Linked DNA regions of Mus musculus: region 1 is linked to region 2. A link is a contact called in public Micro-C data. All regions are on one chromosome and are shown on one strand. The core of a region is the stretch at or near the end of the contact, and the rest is flanking DNA. Distances in the headings are between cores, read along the strand shown. Region 1 overlaps Aopep (aminopeptidase O). Region 2 overlaps Aopep (aminopeptidase O).

Region 1 (7,247 bases), core at 2,396-4,895, 86 kb after region 2:
GTCAGTACTGGGTTGGGCTGCATCGCCTGCTCACTGAGAGCTAGTGACCTTGCTTGCCAACCTGGAGAGCAGAACTCTGTGCACTTTACCTTCAACATCTGTAAATTGAGGCAATAACCACCTTTTCTACGGTTAGGGTAGAGCGAGTGTAGGAGGAGCTCAGTGTGAGGTGTGTCCTTAGTGTGCCAGCAGGGTGTGTCCTTAGGAAAGGGGAGCAGGAAGCCATGCTGGGCTGAGGAAACTGCTGCTCAAGTAGCGCTTGGTTTGATCACCACATGAAAACGCAGCAGGAGAGCCATGTGAGTAACCCCAGTGCTCAGGGGGCAGAGGCAGGAGGATCCCTGGAGCCTAGAGAACCAGTTAGTGAGTCTCAGGTAATGAAAGAGACTGTCTCCAAGTATGAGGTGGACAGCTCCTAAGGAACACCCAGCGTTTCTCTCTGACTTCCACACATGCACACTGTATTGATAAACGGTAAAGCTTGGAGCTCGGGGGCAGTCCTCAGTTCCTCTGCCATTGTCATAGTGGCCATTTGAGCCAATATGCATCCAGATAAATGAATAATTAAATGTACTGGGCTGGTGAGTTACAGCAGGTAAAGTCACTTGCTGGAAGGAGAGGACCTGACTCTGTAAGCTGATACATTGTCTTCTGACCTTCACACTTGTACCATCACACACACACACACACACACACACACACACACACAGAGAGGAGGGTGGGGCAGCAACTAGCAATAACAATAGCCTTTTCTGCTAAACCTATGTTTCCTGAAACACTCGTTGGATGTAACAATTTTCTCTCAAGCTGTTGAGAACTATGTTAAGGGTAGTTTCACAGGCTAGAAGGAGACCCTGGACACATGACACATATGTAGGAGGTGTGCAGTTCAGTCTCCATGTGATCCCCCCAACAACTGGAGCAGGGGCTCTCCCTAAAGCTGTAGCCTTACTGTGGTATCCCTTCCCCAACAGGGCTGCCTTGTCTGGCCTCAATGAGACAAAATCTGCCTAATCTAGCAGAGACTTGATGTTGGGAGGGGGAGCTCAGGGGACCCCACTCTCTCAGAGAAGAAGGGGATGGGATATGGGGGAAGGATTCTGAGAGAGGGGTTTGGAGGGGGCAGCATTTGGGATGTATATCAATCAATAAATAAATATTAAAAAAAGAAAAGGAAAAAAAAAACCTGATCATCTCCCCCACACACTTTTAAGACTCATCTGCTACAGTGCATCACAGATGAGGAAGATGGAAAGTGGCCGTTCCCTGTTGAGTAGTCACAGAGGTAGAGGGGGTAAGAATGGCCAGCATTTCTAGGCCATCCTTTGTGGCCTTTGAGGTGACAGATACATTCCTTACATTAGACCACAGTCAACAAAGAGGGACTGAAGGGTCTGACTCCAGGGACAGGAACTGATGGTAAGTGCACTTATGGGCATTGCTGGGCAGGCAACTTATGGAGGAAGAAGGAAGCAGGTGCGAATTGGGGGGGGGGGGGACGGGACACAGGACTTCCTCTTGAGATTACTCCAACCCAGCCCCCTATGCCCATTTACTGCAGTTGTCCAAACCATGTCAGCTATTAAACCACACCAGAGAAGGTTGCTTTTATGTGATTGACTCTAAGGTCTTTGGAATCATCCAGGTGGATACTAGCGAAAGGAGGGCTCCTTTCTCCTTCCAAGTTCTCTCTTTCTCTAAGCATATTGATGGTGGACGCCATTTGTTGTTGAAATTTAGAAAAATATTAAGTTCACAAGAAATTCAAGCTTGGTAAATATGTCTCCATGACACCTCTGCAAAAGTGTACTTGACCACTCCTCATCCCATCTCCCTCACCTCCAATCCTCACAACTCCCTCCCCACCTTCCACCCAAGACCCAGGATCTGCTGCTCCTGGAAACTCCCAATCTCTCTTTCTGTCCACTCAGCCTGTGGTGACCTGGTGCTGAGGCTTTTGGGCTCAGCTGCTAAATCAATCTCTCTCTCTCTCTCTCTCTCTCTCTCTCTCTCTCTCTCTCTCTCTCTCTCTCTCTCTCCCTCTCTCTCCCTCTCTCTTTCCCTCCCTCTCCCCCTCTCCCCCCCTCTCCCCCTCTCCCCCTCTCTCCCCCTCTCCCCCTCTCCAGCAGGATGGGGCCATGCTGGTCAGGCCTCCCTGGAAAAAAAGCAGAAATAAATCAAACACTAGCTCCTACTTAAGATCTGATGAAATTCTCCATTTCCTTTCCAAATTGAATTCCTCCCTCAGGAAGGGAGCAGCTTCTGGGAGTCACAAAGGCCTCCTTCCTTCTCTGCTGGAGGCATGTTTTAAATTAATGGACACAACACTCTAATCTGGCTGGGTGGGTCGCATTAAGGAGCAGTAGAGGGACAGTTTTCAGGCTGGGCGTGATACAAGCTTCAGGCATCTAGTACACTTGTCCTCTGCAGAGGAGTGGCCAGCCTCCACCATGCTGGGAAAGTGAGGAGCATAGATCTGCTGAGGCTCTCAGCAGCCCAGGCCTGCCTATTTCACACACACACACACACACACACACACACACACACACACACACACACACACACCTATAGCACAGAGCATGTGGCAGAGAATTCAAGAGAGGGGCTGTTACTTTGAGATTTAAAATGGCAATCCTGCATAACTCTCATCTGGAAAAACAATACATTCAATGACTTATGGTTTAAGAAAGCAAAACAATAACAACAAAATCTTTGCTCTTAGTGTGAAGATGTTAGCAATGTGATTATCTTCCTTGAGGTAGGTGATCCCTCTTCCAGGGCATAAGAATTCCAGGGGTTTTGACAGAAGGGAAGCCTGAGCCGATTGCTTGGGTCTGAGAATACAGGATTGGACTGTGCACCTGTGAGTGGGCCTTGCATACCAAACCAAGGTCATGGTAGCCTAGACATTCTAAAAGCTCTCTGTTGTGGGGTGCTGTCTATGCTAAGGGACCTACTAGCAAAGGGACATTGACTGTTGATCCTCAAAGTGGACTGAGGTGTGTTGTTTTCTTTACTAGCTACTGAGGAAAACGATGCTTTAAAACGTCTATGTACCTTGAGTAAGTGATTCTGACATTCAGAGTCAGAAAGAGGGAAGGAAAGTTGTCGTTATCCCTTATGTCCCAAGTTTGCTTAACACCCTTGAGGGTAGTCACTGAAAGCTTGAAAGCAGGGTCGGTCCCACATGGACATTGGCTACCGGGAGAGCTCTGAGTGATAACAGAGTTATTGTATCATGTGTGACAACCTATCTTCACACTTCCTTCTTCCCCACAGAACAGTAGGAAATTGGTTACTGTTGACTGGGAAGAAAGGGCTGAGGGTAGGAAATGGGAACTTTAGACAGATCTCTATAGATCTGTCCTTAGTACATCCCAGAGGCACCCCCAGTTCAGGAAGGTGAGGAGAGAAGTCTGGTGGAGATGACTGTTCATGGGAAACAAACTGGAAGATGGAAAATGAAGCTCACTCCCCACCAGCCACTCATGTGAATTCTTCCATCTCTTCTGGAATAGTCATTCACATGGGCCCCCATTGGAACAAAGCAGTGGACCCCAGTCAGGGGCAGTCCCTCTACAAGTCCACACATCCCCTTTTGAACCTTCCTGGCTTGAGACAGAGTCAGCTGTCTGATCTCTGCCCACATGGCCATGGCTGTCACAGTGGCCACTGGACCCTTTCCAGAGATGAGCCTGCTCATACAGTCTGAAGTTACTCTGTTTTGTTTTAGCTAACGGGTGCACTGCTGCCAGCAGTATGTCTGGAATGTTATTTACTTGTGCATTTCTGTGGCTTTTCGTGTAGCATCACACTTGGTGGAGCCAGGGGTCATTCATTTGAGAATGCCAGGCTGTGCCACTTTTGTCTTTCTTGGTAAGGTAAAGGGGAGGCTGGCTCCTGTGCTGGGAGGTTCCCTCCCTCCCTGCCTGCCTTCTTACATTTTTGTCTGAGCTGGTAATCTGTTTGACTCTTGGTGCCTGTTGTACCGCACCCCTTTTTCCTCAGTGCCTCAACTCTGCTTTTAATATGTGGGGTTTCTGTGGGCTTTCCGGAAAGCCTGGCAGATGCTTTTTCATTTGCGTGCCTGCCCTGTTATTACTTCACATGAAAGCTGTCTATTTTGGCAGTCCTGACTCCTGCGATTGCAATTTAGCTCTCTGAGCTGAATGGGTGATATTGTGCAAGGGAAATATAGGTGGGGGTTTTCTCTAATGGGGGCTGTGGGGGCGGACCAAAAATCTGCATGCTGCTGTCTTGGCTTGTGCAGAGCTGACATGATGGCAAACAAATAGGTTTTGAAAGAAGGAGCTCAATCCTTAGTTTGGGAGTTCTCACAACTCGCTTGCTTTAATTGATAGATTTGTTTTTAAAGAACAAATTCTTCATTAGGAAGGACATAAACAAGTTCTAGATAAATGCTAAAGGCTGAAGGTGGAAGCAAAGCGAAGATCCTGTCTGTCTGTCTGTCCTTTCTGACAGCCGCTTCCTCCCACATCATCTCTGCAGTTTTAATCATGGTATTTGGAGTCACAGAAGAAACTATGGAAACTGAGATTAGATGAGTTGGTATCTGGTGCCAACCCTTAGGCCATTTGCACCCCTGGGACGGATAGTGTCCACCTTTCACTCTCGGGGTCCCTGGTCACATGCGTCTGTAAGGGCTTGCAGCTTACATGGAGAGTTTTTGTTTACAGGCACAGGGCTCTTCTCCGGGCTACCCCAGAGTCTCCCCTTTGAGTGTTAACTCCACAGTCAGCTCTAGTGTGAAATGGAAGATTTGGGGTTCTATTCTTTTCAGCTTTTCCTGGCCTTCCAAGTGAATTCCTGATTTGCCTGTGAGCTACTAGAATTTTTGGCTGAACAACTTCTTTGATCATTCTCGTGACAGCATGGACTTTGCATTCTCACACCTGTTCTTCTTTTACAGTCCAGATTTCATAGTAAACGTTTCCATTGCCTTGTAATTTTTTCAGTATAAAACTTAGTACAGGTTACTTATTACAGGTAATAGCAGCTTGATGACGAAGACAACTGCTGGCAGAAACAGCAACCTGAGCAGCTGCCAGAAACGTAAACTGCCACTTGGTTTAGGTTTAAAAGCATCGCAGCCGCATCTATCCATCATGATCCGGCATGCACACAGTAATAACAGACTCTGTGGGCTAAGAAAGCCGCCCCACTGAGTAGCCACAGGGACAGGTGCTAACAAGACTCCACGTGTTTTCTCTCCCATTATATGCAGCCCACACATCATCTTCCTCTCTCAGAGCACCTTAACAGGCACGAGCCATCTCTGTGGGACCCGTCTTTGCCATGAAATTGCTCACTCCTGGTTTGGCCTAGCCATTGGGGCCCGAGACTGGACAGAGGAGTGGCTCAGTGAAGGATTTGCCACGCATTTGGAAGATATATTTTGGGCTGAGGCACAGCAGGTGGGTTCAAAGAATTTCCTTACTCAGAATCAAGTTCTGTTCTCTTTCTTTCTTTCTTTCTTTCATTCATTCATTCATTCATTCATTCATTCTTCATTCACTGATTATATGCTGTGTGTACTAAGCACTATGTTTGCTGAATAAATCACTGTAAAAAGTGTTATTAGACGCGTTCTCACGCCCGGCCAGGAAGAACACCACAGACCAGAATCTTCTGCGGCAAAGCTTTATTGCTTACATCTTCAGGAGCAGGAGTGCAAGAAGCAAGAGCGAGCGAGCAAACGAAACCCCGTCCCTATTAAGGAGAATTCTCCTTCGCCTAGGACGTGTCACTCCCTGATTGGCTGCAGCCCATCGGCCGAGTTGACGTCACGGGGAAGGCAGAGCACATGGAGTAGAGAACCACCCTCGGCATATGCGCAGATTATTTGTTTACCACTTAGAACACAGCTGTCAGCGCCATCTTGTAACGGCGAATGTGGGCGCGGCTCCCAACATCTCCCCCTTTCCTTTTAATAAGAGCAAATAGGCCACCCATATTAATGAGAGTGGAGATAGAGGTCAAATCCCCAGTGTGTAGGTAAAGGAGCCATGTACAGGATTAGCTCTTAGGCTCACAGGCTTTTACCCAGAGCAACCCTGACCTGCTCCCGTGTCGTTTTGCCTGGGGGAAGGGAACTAGGACACTGAACCTTCATGAAAGATGACATGTCTCCCTAGAATAGGCTCATATATGCCGCAGAGCCTTTCCATTGCAGTGCTTAGCCGTGCAACTCTCTCGGGCTGCTGAAGCACACTCACTCTATCCCGTGCAATGAGTCTAGCCTCGTGAGATGTAAGAGCTGAGTGGCCAGCGACCTATTGCCTAAGCATAGATAACCATATATCAGGGGGAGCTCCATGTTCTAGTCCTGCAAGCGCCTGGGCAATAACCACCTTGTCTCTCCTAGTTTAGGCCTTAAGCTTACAGACCAATCAAAGAAGCAACACTAATCCACAGCAAAGTGTATCTCCAAATAATATTAATCCCACCCATTTTTTAAAGAAGGAAAATGCTGAGGAGATCCAATTGGGTAATCCTTTGGTCAGCGACAGGTCCAAGCGCGTGGAGTTGACCTGAAGTCTCAATTCCCGAAGGATCTGTTCAAATTCAGCCATCCAATTCTGTAACATATACTGAAAAAGACTTTTTGACAATTTAGCTGCCCTAGTAAATTTAACATACTGAATGGAAATAACACACAATCCCGGAAACTTTTGTTCACAACCCTGCTGAGTTATTTGTCATAATACATCTAGTTGTATCTGGACAAGATCTATGAGTTGATTAACCAGCATGAGACCTCTCTGTATCTTGACATTAGCTGAGGCCTGTTCATCTATGACTGTAGTCACTGAGGCTGACAAAGTGTTAATGGTGTCAGTTGTCTGGACCTGTCCAGACAGAGCCAAGGCTGTCTGAATTAAGGCTAAACCCAGTTCCTAGTTAGTGGTAAAAAAGCAGGAGAATACTTGAGCATTATACATCACCGTCATTGGGAGTGGAAATGTCGACATTATCCCCCAACGCTGCTCTCTTTTTATTATTGACGCCCTGGACATCACCAAGACGAGGGACATTAGTATTCCCTTGGTCAGTCTGGATTTTTCGGGTGAGTCTTTCTTCATTCTGTGGGAAAACACAGATAGCTCCCCTGGATCTTATCAAAATAGGATCCGGGCCATACCATTTATTATCAAGAACATTTTTCCATTTAACCATCTCATTGGGCCTATCTGGCTCTGTACAATGACGTTCAGCCGCAGTATGGC
Region 2 (7,333 bases), core at 1,967-4,466:
GGTCACAGCACAGCCACTGAAGCCAAGGTGTATTGGTCTTTACATAAGACCTCACAAGTGGCATCCCTCATACAGTTCTTTCACTATCAAGAGCCTCAGTGACGTAACTTGCCCATAGCATGATTGCTTTTAAGTCCTAAGTTTTATGGAAAATGGGATTAAGTTATGCATCTAACAGTAATCATCCTCATTAGTTTGGTGAGTGTTCATATAGGCCTGGAAAGAAAATGATTCATCTTTTCCCTTGAACAAACAGGCTTGTTTGATGTACCATTGCCGCCTTCACTCTGTTCCCTAACCTCTAGTTTTCTTAGGTGTAAGAGATAGTCTCCCTCCGTGGGAAAAAGCAGTTTCGAGATAGCATGCCTCCCTGCACTGAGGCATCGTGATGTTTAGATCTTAAGCTTATTCCCTAGCTGCATCCAGAGAGTTCGAGCTTTCGGTTCATGCTTTGAAGGCCCCCTCTTTTTTTTAGGTTTTTAAGACAAGGTTGTGACTTGTAGCGCAAGCTGGCCCAGAACATACATAGTCCAGGCTGGTGTCATATCCTCAGTACTCTTGCCTCAGCCTCCCAAGTGCTGGAGTTCTAGGCATACTGGTCCATGCTGTTGTCACACTTGGCTTCTAAAAGCCTTTGGGTGGGAGTTTTGAGGCATGGTCTCATGGAGCCCAAACTTACCTTGAACTCCTGATTCTTCTGTCTGTACCTTTCAAATGCTGGGGTTACAGGTGTATGGGCATATGCCATGGACACATGGTCAACTGCAGCTTGTAAAAACTTTTCAGTAGAGAGTATGTGAGCTTAAATTACCATAGTACATTGTTTTTCTGTGTAAATACATTTTTAAAAACCCCATAGAGGCTCAGTAGTTGGCCATCTTGGCTCCTCGTCTTTAGGTGGGTGTTGTAGCCTTTTTAGTTGAATGTTTACAAGCAGACACTTTTGATTTCTTTCTCATAAGGTGATGTTATGAGTCCAGGACTTTGGCTTGAGTCCAGTCTTAGTAACTCTATTCTTGCAGTCACTTTATCCTGGCAGTTTTATGGGTCTCCATTTTTTTACCCACCCCCCCCCCCCAACCATAACCAGGCCTCACTGGGGCTGGTAATTCTTGAAGCATTATGGTGGAAGGTGAGGCTTGTTTACATAGCTGTGTGGATCTCCTGATCACAGGCCTTGGGTGTCTGGAAGATACTTCATAAACCTCAAGAAGAATTATTGTTACAACCTGCCCAAATTGAGGCAGGTAAGCACTTAGAGATTCTTCAGTGTCTGGTGAATCACAGTAGCACCCACAGCTAGAATTATAATCTGCAATTTAAGGTTACAGGGTTTTTCCATTGTGTCTGAATAGAGGGCATGTTAACAGATGAAAAAATAGAATTCTCTTTGATGTTGGTTTCTTTAGCTATATAAGTTCTCTTGAGGCCTGTGAGTCAGACCCTAGGAATTTTCTTTCAATTCCTCCTTTGCCTTTCTGGGAGTAACATGACAATGGGGCTAGCTGGGTTCTGCTCTGTTTCACTCGAAGGTTGATTTCATTACATTTATACTGAAAGTGCATTAGAAAGGGACCAGAGACATAGCTCAGTTGGTAGAGTACTTACCTAACATGCAGGAAGCCCTAGGTTCAATTCCCAGCACTATGTAAACCAGGCATATGCCAGTAATCCCAGCACACAGGAGGTAGAGACAAGATGATCAGGAGTTCAAGGCCATTCTCATCTACATGGTGAGTTTAAGGCCAGCCTGGGATGCATGACCCTGTCTCCAAAGCCCAAAAGGATATTGAAAAGAGTGCTCTTTTCAGAAGTGCCAGCCTCTGGCAAGTAGTGTGAAGAATGCCTAGATTACTTTTTGATAAGCTGTGATTTTTTTTTTTTTTTGAACACTATACCTATAACTGTCATTGGTTCATTGTCCTACCTCACCCCAGGTCACTTATTCTAGGATTTTCCAGAATGGAATCTTTAATTTGCCTATAGACAGGTACATAGCGGCTCATAGCTGTAATCCCAGTACTTGAGAGATAGATTCAGAAGAATCAGAAGTTGAAGGGTAGCCTCAGCTATATCCTGAGTTCAGAGCTACCTGGGCTCCATGAGTTCTCAATGAAAAGTCAATAAATAAAACGGCTATTGCATCTCTCCCTCTCTAAGAACTGTCAGTAACTTCAACAGTTTCTCTATGATGATATTTGAGATCACATTACTGAAGGTAGAATTTACTTTAATTTGGGTGGAAGGTTGCTTTATTGTTTCAAATCTTATCCACCCATGACCCCCATAATTCTAAGATCTATAAGATCGTTGCTTTCATTAGCTTAGATTGAAATCACTCAGTCACTTCAGGCACCTCAATAAATATTTGACCTATAATTTTCACTGCTGCCCAAAAGCAAACAAGCCAATACTTAAACTGCCTTTTCTATCTTTTTTTTTTAAAGATTTACTTATTTATTATATGTAAGTACACTGTAGCTGTCTTCAGACACACCAGAAGAGGGCATCAGATCTCATTATGGATGGTTATGAGCCACCATGTGGTTGCTGGGATTTGAACTCAGGACCTTTGGAAGAGCAGTCAGTGCTCTTACCCACTGAGCCATATCTCCAGCCCCACTGAACCGCCTTTTCTAATAAACCTGTTTGAACCACTGTCTTCTTTTGTGTTGTCCAGGTATGATAACACCTGCAATCATATGGAATACCCTTGCAGGTTCCAGAGTGCGTCCGCTGCCTCCCAGGACATCATTCCTTATCGAGTGTTTGCCCCAGTGTGCCTTGAGGGTGCCTGCCAAGAGGCCCTGCTGTGGCTGATCCCTTCTTGCCTCTCAGCTGCACACTCTGTCCTGGGAACACACCCTTTCTCCCGGCTGGACATACTCATTGTCCCCACCAACTTTCCAAGTCTGGGAATGGCCAGGTATGCTGCTCATCATGGCATGTGGAACATGCTTAAAATGTCTAGGAACTAATAGAGGAATATTTTTCTCAAACTCTGTCAGGAGTTTCGTTTGCTTTGGGTAGAAGGGGTTCATTGTTCCCTCCTGGATATCTTACTGCTAGCTTCAGGGGATAGTTTTCATGATTGCTCAGTTGTTGTTAGCTTGGGTGATGAGAACTTACTGCTAATGAGTCCAAGGTCATACGTCAGACTCTAAGCACAGTAACAAAACCTGGTCCCAGGGCCACAGCTGTTCACCTAATCCTGACCAGCTGCCTCATCCATTCTCACCATTGGTCACAAGGCTACAACTTGAGAGCCCCATGTCAGAGCATGAATCTATCCACAGTGCTGGAAAAACAGCTAAAAGCAGATGGTTTACTGTGGGGGAAGGATATAACGACTTGTTCCTGTCTTTAATACAGTAAATGAATTATTTTTACTGTGCCTCCATCTGATTCTGACAAAAAGTAGAAACTTGCTAGTTGACCCTTTGCTCTGTTAATTACAGTCCCACTGTCTATTCACACAGTGATGGGAGAACAGCTCTGTCCCACAGAGAAAAGATGGCGCATGAACCTTGACTATGCTTCTGTTTGCAACTCCTAATCACTAACAGGGCTGTGCTTGACTAGGGTGGGAAAGCAAGCTCATCAGACATGTGGCTTTGAGTTTTTCCCTATTAGTCAAGGAAATTCTTGCTGCCAATTAATTTCCATGCTTTTGAACAGCTGTCATTTGTGGTGTCACCCCCCCCCCCAAAAAAAAAAAAACCCTGCACACATTTTTGGTAAAACCCTTGAGTAGAAAAGAACTGTCCAGAACATTTGCTTTTGATCTTTACTATACACACACACACACACACACACACACACACACACACAAACACTATACACACACATATACACCCCACACCACATTTTTAAAGGCTTGCTGTAATCCTTGAAGAGGTCTCAGAAAATTGTTTAGACTGATTTTTATCCTGTATTTATAAAGATAATGGGAATGTAAAAACTAGGATAATTATATATATGTGGTTGCATGCATTATATAATTGTCTTGATGTCTATATATAGTTTGTCTTAACAAGGAGACTTCTTTGGTTCCTTTGAAGAACTTATTGGTGAAGAAAGGGTTGTTCATTAAATGCATCTCATTTGTATACAGTTTTGAGGGGTTATATTTGTTTGGGAGGTTTTAGCACTTTATGAGCATTGTTTTTCAGGACATATTTGCTAACAACTATATGTTCTAGCCTGGGGGAACCAAAAGCAAAGTATTTTTCATGCATAGAACTTCTTGATAGCTCCTTCTTGAGACACAGTCTGCCAGAAGTAGAATGTGCTAACCTGCAGACTATTCTGTAAGCTTTTCCTTCCAAGTCTGCATGCCCAAGCAGGCAGATGGTAAAATTTTTGTTTTTTGAGATATTTAACATGATTTAATTATTCTTAGTGCTATATTTTTAAAATAATATACCTAAGTACCTGAAAGACAAATGGTGCTGTGTACTAAATGTCAAAACTGGGGTGTTAGCAACAACTTAGCCACCATGAGAGTGCTGTTAGGCTTCAGAACTGGAGAACTGTACAGAATTCTCAAATAGATCCTCCATCCCCACCCTACCTTTCCTTATTAGTCAGGAAATAGTCTGTTCTGGTTAAGTTATCTCCCGTATTTTGCTACTGTTCTTTGCAGTTGAACTGTGGAAGGGTGATTATGGTGTTGTGTACTCCTAGTTGGGGTGTAGATTTGGGGTAGACTTTTGTTTTATCAAACTCTGATTTAAATTGATTCTACTTGCTGGACTTGACCCTATAGATTTCTACCCTCTGAGCCACATATATAGCTGAGCACCTCAATGACTCAACCAGCTCCTGGAGCCTCACCTCTTTATCCCGTGCTCAAGGCTCTGCTGGAGCAAAGATGGTAGGCATAGAGGTCAACTCTGTGCCCCAAACAGGGATAGGGAGACTCTCAAATCTGAGATACCATCATGAGAAACCAAAATTCATCATGTCCTGATCATTATAGTGTGCTGGAGAATCAAAGGACTTCTTGGTAAATTAACTGGCTCTTTCCTGAGTCCCTGTTTTATAAACATGTAGCAGGATCATAAATTCCATAGCTCTGGGCTTCTTTAGCAATTACGTTTTAATTATAATGAGTACCATTTTAGTATTCCACTTTGGCAAATGGCATTCAGCATCTCCATGTGAACAAAAACAGGAAAATCATTAACTGTGTTAAAGGATTTTTAAAAATGTTTGGACAATACACAATGTTTTAAACATTATTTATCATAGCTTGAATAAGAATCCTTAAAACTCTCTTTTTTGGTCCTGTTTTTGAGCCAAATAGGTGACTCCAGTGAACTGAGGAAAACACATTTTTACAACTTGCAAGCTACATACTCTTGTCCCAGCCCTTTCCTTACTCACTGTTCCAAAGGAAAGGCACTTTCACTCTTGTCTGACTACCAGCTTGCATTTGGTCTTCCATGGCCCGCTCCATCTCATCTTTTACTCATTTGAGATATGTGGACTTTCTGGGTTTGTTTCATTTCATTTCTGCCTCTGTGAACATGGCATCTGCATGTTTTGGAGTAATAGGATGCAGTCATAAAGTTATGAATACATTTTAAATAAGTTTCTCATGTACAGAAAGTTCTCCTGCTGTTGAGATAATATTCCACCGTTTTCATTATGACCTCATGCATTCTCGTGTCTCAAGTTGAGATGGAACAGCCAACCCACTTTCCTTTTACTGAGAAATGAATGCAAAGGATGGTCTTGGTCACACTCCATACCTTGCTATAGTGTCAGTAATGTCAGTGACATGATAGCCTGGAACTAGACTTATGAATATTGCTTAAGGTGAACATGTGAGTCCTACCTCTCTACATGATTATTTTGCTATTTGTCTCACATCAGATCACAATTATGTCCTGGTCTTACCTATTTTTATCTTTAATAGTTCAGTTATGTGTCACAAAGCAGAATTAGGCTGGCAAGACTACCTTGTTGATATCGAGGTACCCCACCCCCTACTCTATAATTGAATTTTAAGAATCCTGCAAATTATCTCAATGCTTTGTTTCTTGCCATCAAAAGTCATGTGGCTCTGCATTTCAACTTCTCTGTTCACATGTTAGTCTTGCCTCTGTCCAGTTGGTAGTGTGGCTGGCTGAAGTAGCCGGCAGACACTGATCTCCTTTCGTTTTTTTTGTTTGTTTTTTGTTTTGGTTTTTCGAGACAGGGTTTCTCTGTGTAGCCCTTGTTGTCCTGGAACTCACTTTGTAGACCAGGCTGGCCTTTAATTCAGAAATCTGCCTGGCTCTGCCTCCTGAGTGCTGGGATTAAAAGTGTGCGCCACCACGCCTGGCTCTCTGACCTCCTTTCAACTGGCTCCACACCAGGTTGTGTGTAGCTGTCTGCTCAGTCTCTGTGTTTCCATCAAGCATATTGTCTGATGCAGCACTTAAACTTCAGAACCTGCAAGGGCAAGTGCGGTTGATGAGATAGATCTTCATTCCAGTCTGGGAGAAATAGGGAATACACAGAAGTGAAAATGTGTGCTCTGCAGAAAGTAAAACCAAGGGCACTGGAGGGTAGGGAGGGTGGCTTTGTTAGGGTGGGCTCAGGTCAGCCACGAGAGAATAAGCAGACACTGAGATATGGGACAACCACAGAGACGAGCTTTGTCCTGGGGTCGTGGGTGCTGTACTGTCTCGTGACCTGCTAACTAGAGCCCCAGGGCTCAGCAACTGCTGTTCTTAAGCAGAGCCTCCGCTGCTGGAACTAGCACAGCACCTGACTCCTAGCCTGGACTCTTATCCCGGTGCCAAGGGAGAAAGGTGACCCCAAGCCACATTGTCTTTACCTGCTGTCTGTTTCGTGATTCCTTGCTCACACGGTAGGGCACAGGGAGGGGAGCTCAATGTAAATGTTTGCTTGTCTAAGTTTTTAAGGATTTTTTTTTCTTATTGAACAAAAATAATGTTGACAAAGAGTTTACAGAAATAATTACGCAAATATTCTCAATGCTCTTGGTGGAGAAATATTGTAAAGCCCCTTATTAACACAACTTGTTTGGGTTGTGCAATGGAAGATGTCTGCATCTTATCCCAGCTCCTGACTCTGCATGGAGTTTCCTAAGTACCTCAAGTACAAACAGGCGTCCTGCACACACTTGCCCAGGAGCGACTGGAGCCAGGTTGCCCCACCCCTCTCCCTGGAGTTAGACAGGGTGTTGTCTTGTTTGTTCTTATCTCCCAGCCAATTCGTAATAGAATAAGCAAAGCACAACAGGCTGCTACAAAGGGCCTGTTGTTTTCAGCCTCTGACTGCACTCCTTTCTGCCAGAGAGGAAGCAGTCATAAGTTTC

What was found. A called contact is a pair of places that touch in the nucleus more often than the background predicts.
Region 1: a contact with region 2 is called in a Micro-C map of muscle stem cells, with 4 times the contacts expected there. The contact joins two enhancer-like sites. A contact is called at or near these places in 1 of 39 promoter capture datasets (hippocampal neurons), 4 of 484 Hi-C or Micro-C datasets (epidermal suprabasal cells, muscle stem cells, nephron progenitors and 1 more), 3 of 115 datasets of contacts at active chromatin or transcription factors (embryonic fibroblasts, embryonic stem cells and heart atrium) and 2 of 9 other capture datasets (adipose tissue and pancreatic islet).

The regions. Positions count from the first base shown.
Region 1 is chr13:63,151,301-63,158,547 of GRCm38.p6, forward strand. It overlaps Aopep (aminopeptidase O), which reads left to right. Exons shown (of 16, transcript NM_001289926.1): 6 at 5,246-5,435. Among named protein-coding and RNA genes, the nearest start is that of Gm30409, 23 kb to the left of the region's middle. Within about 2 kb of position 3,646, at least 117 of the 459 cell types and tissues checked have an H3K27ac peak or open chromatin away from gene starts, as enhancers often do. A contact at or near this core is called in muscle stem cells, where this site is marked.
Region 2 is chr13:63,065,360-63,072,692 of GRCm38.p6, forward strand. It overlaps Aopep (aminopeptidase O), which reads left to right. Exons shown (of 16, transcript NM_001289926.1): 5 at 2,681-2,926. Among named protein-coding and RNA genes, the nearest start is that of Gm46422, 26 kb to the right of the region's middle. Within about 2 kb of position 3,217, at least 14 of the 459 cell types and tissues checked have an H3K27ac peak or open chromatin away from gene starts, as enhancers often do. A contact at or near this core is called in muscle stem cells, where this site is marked.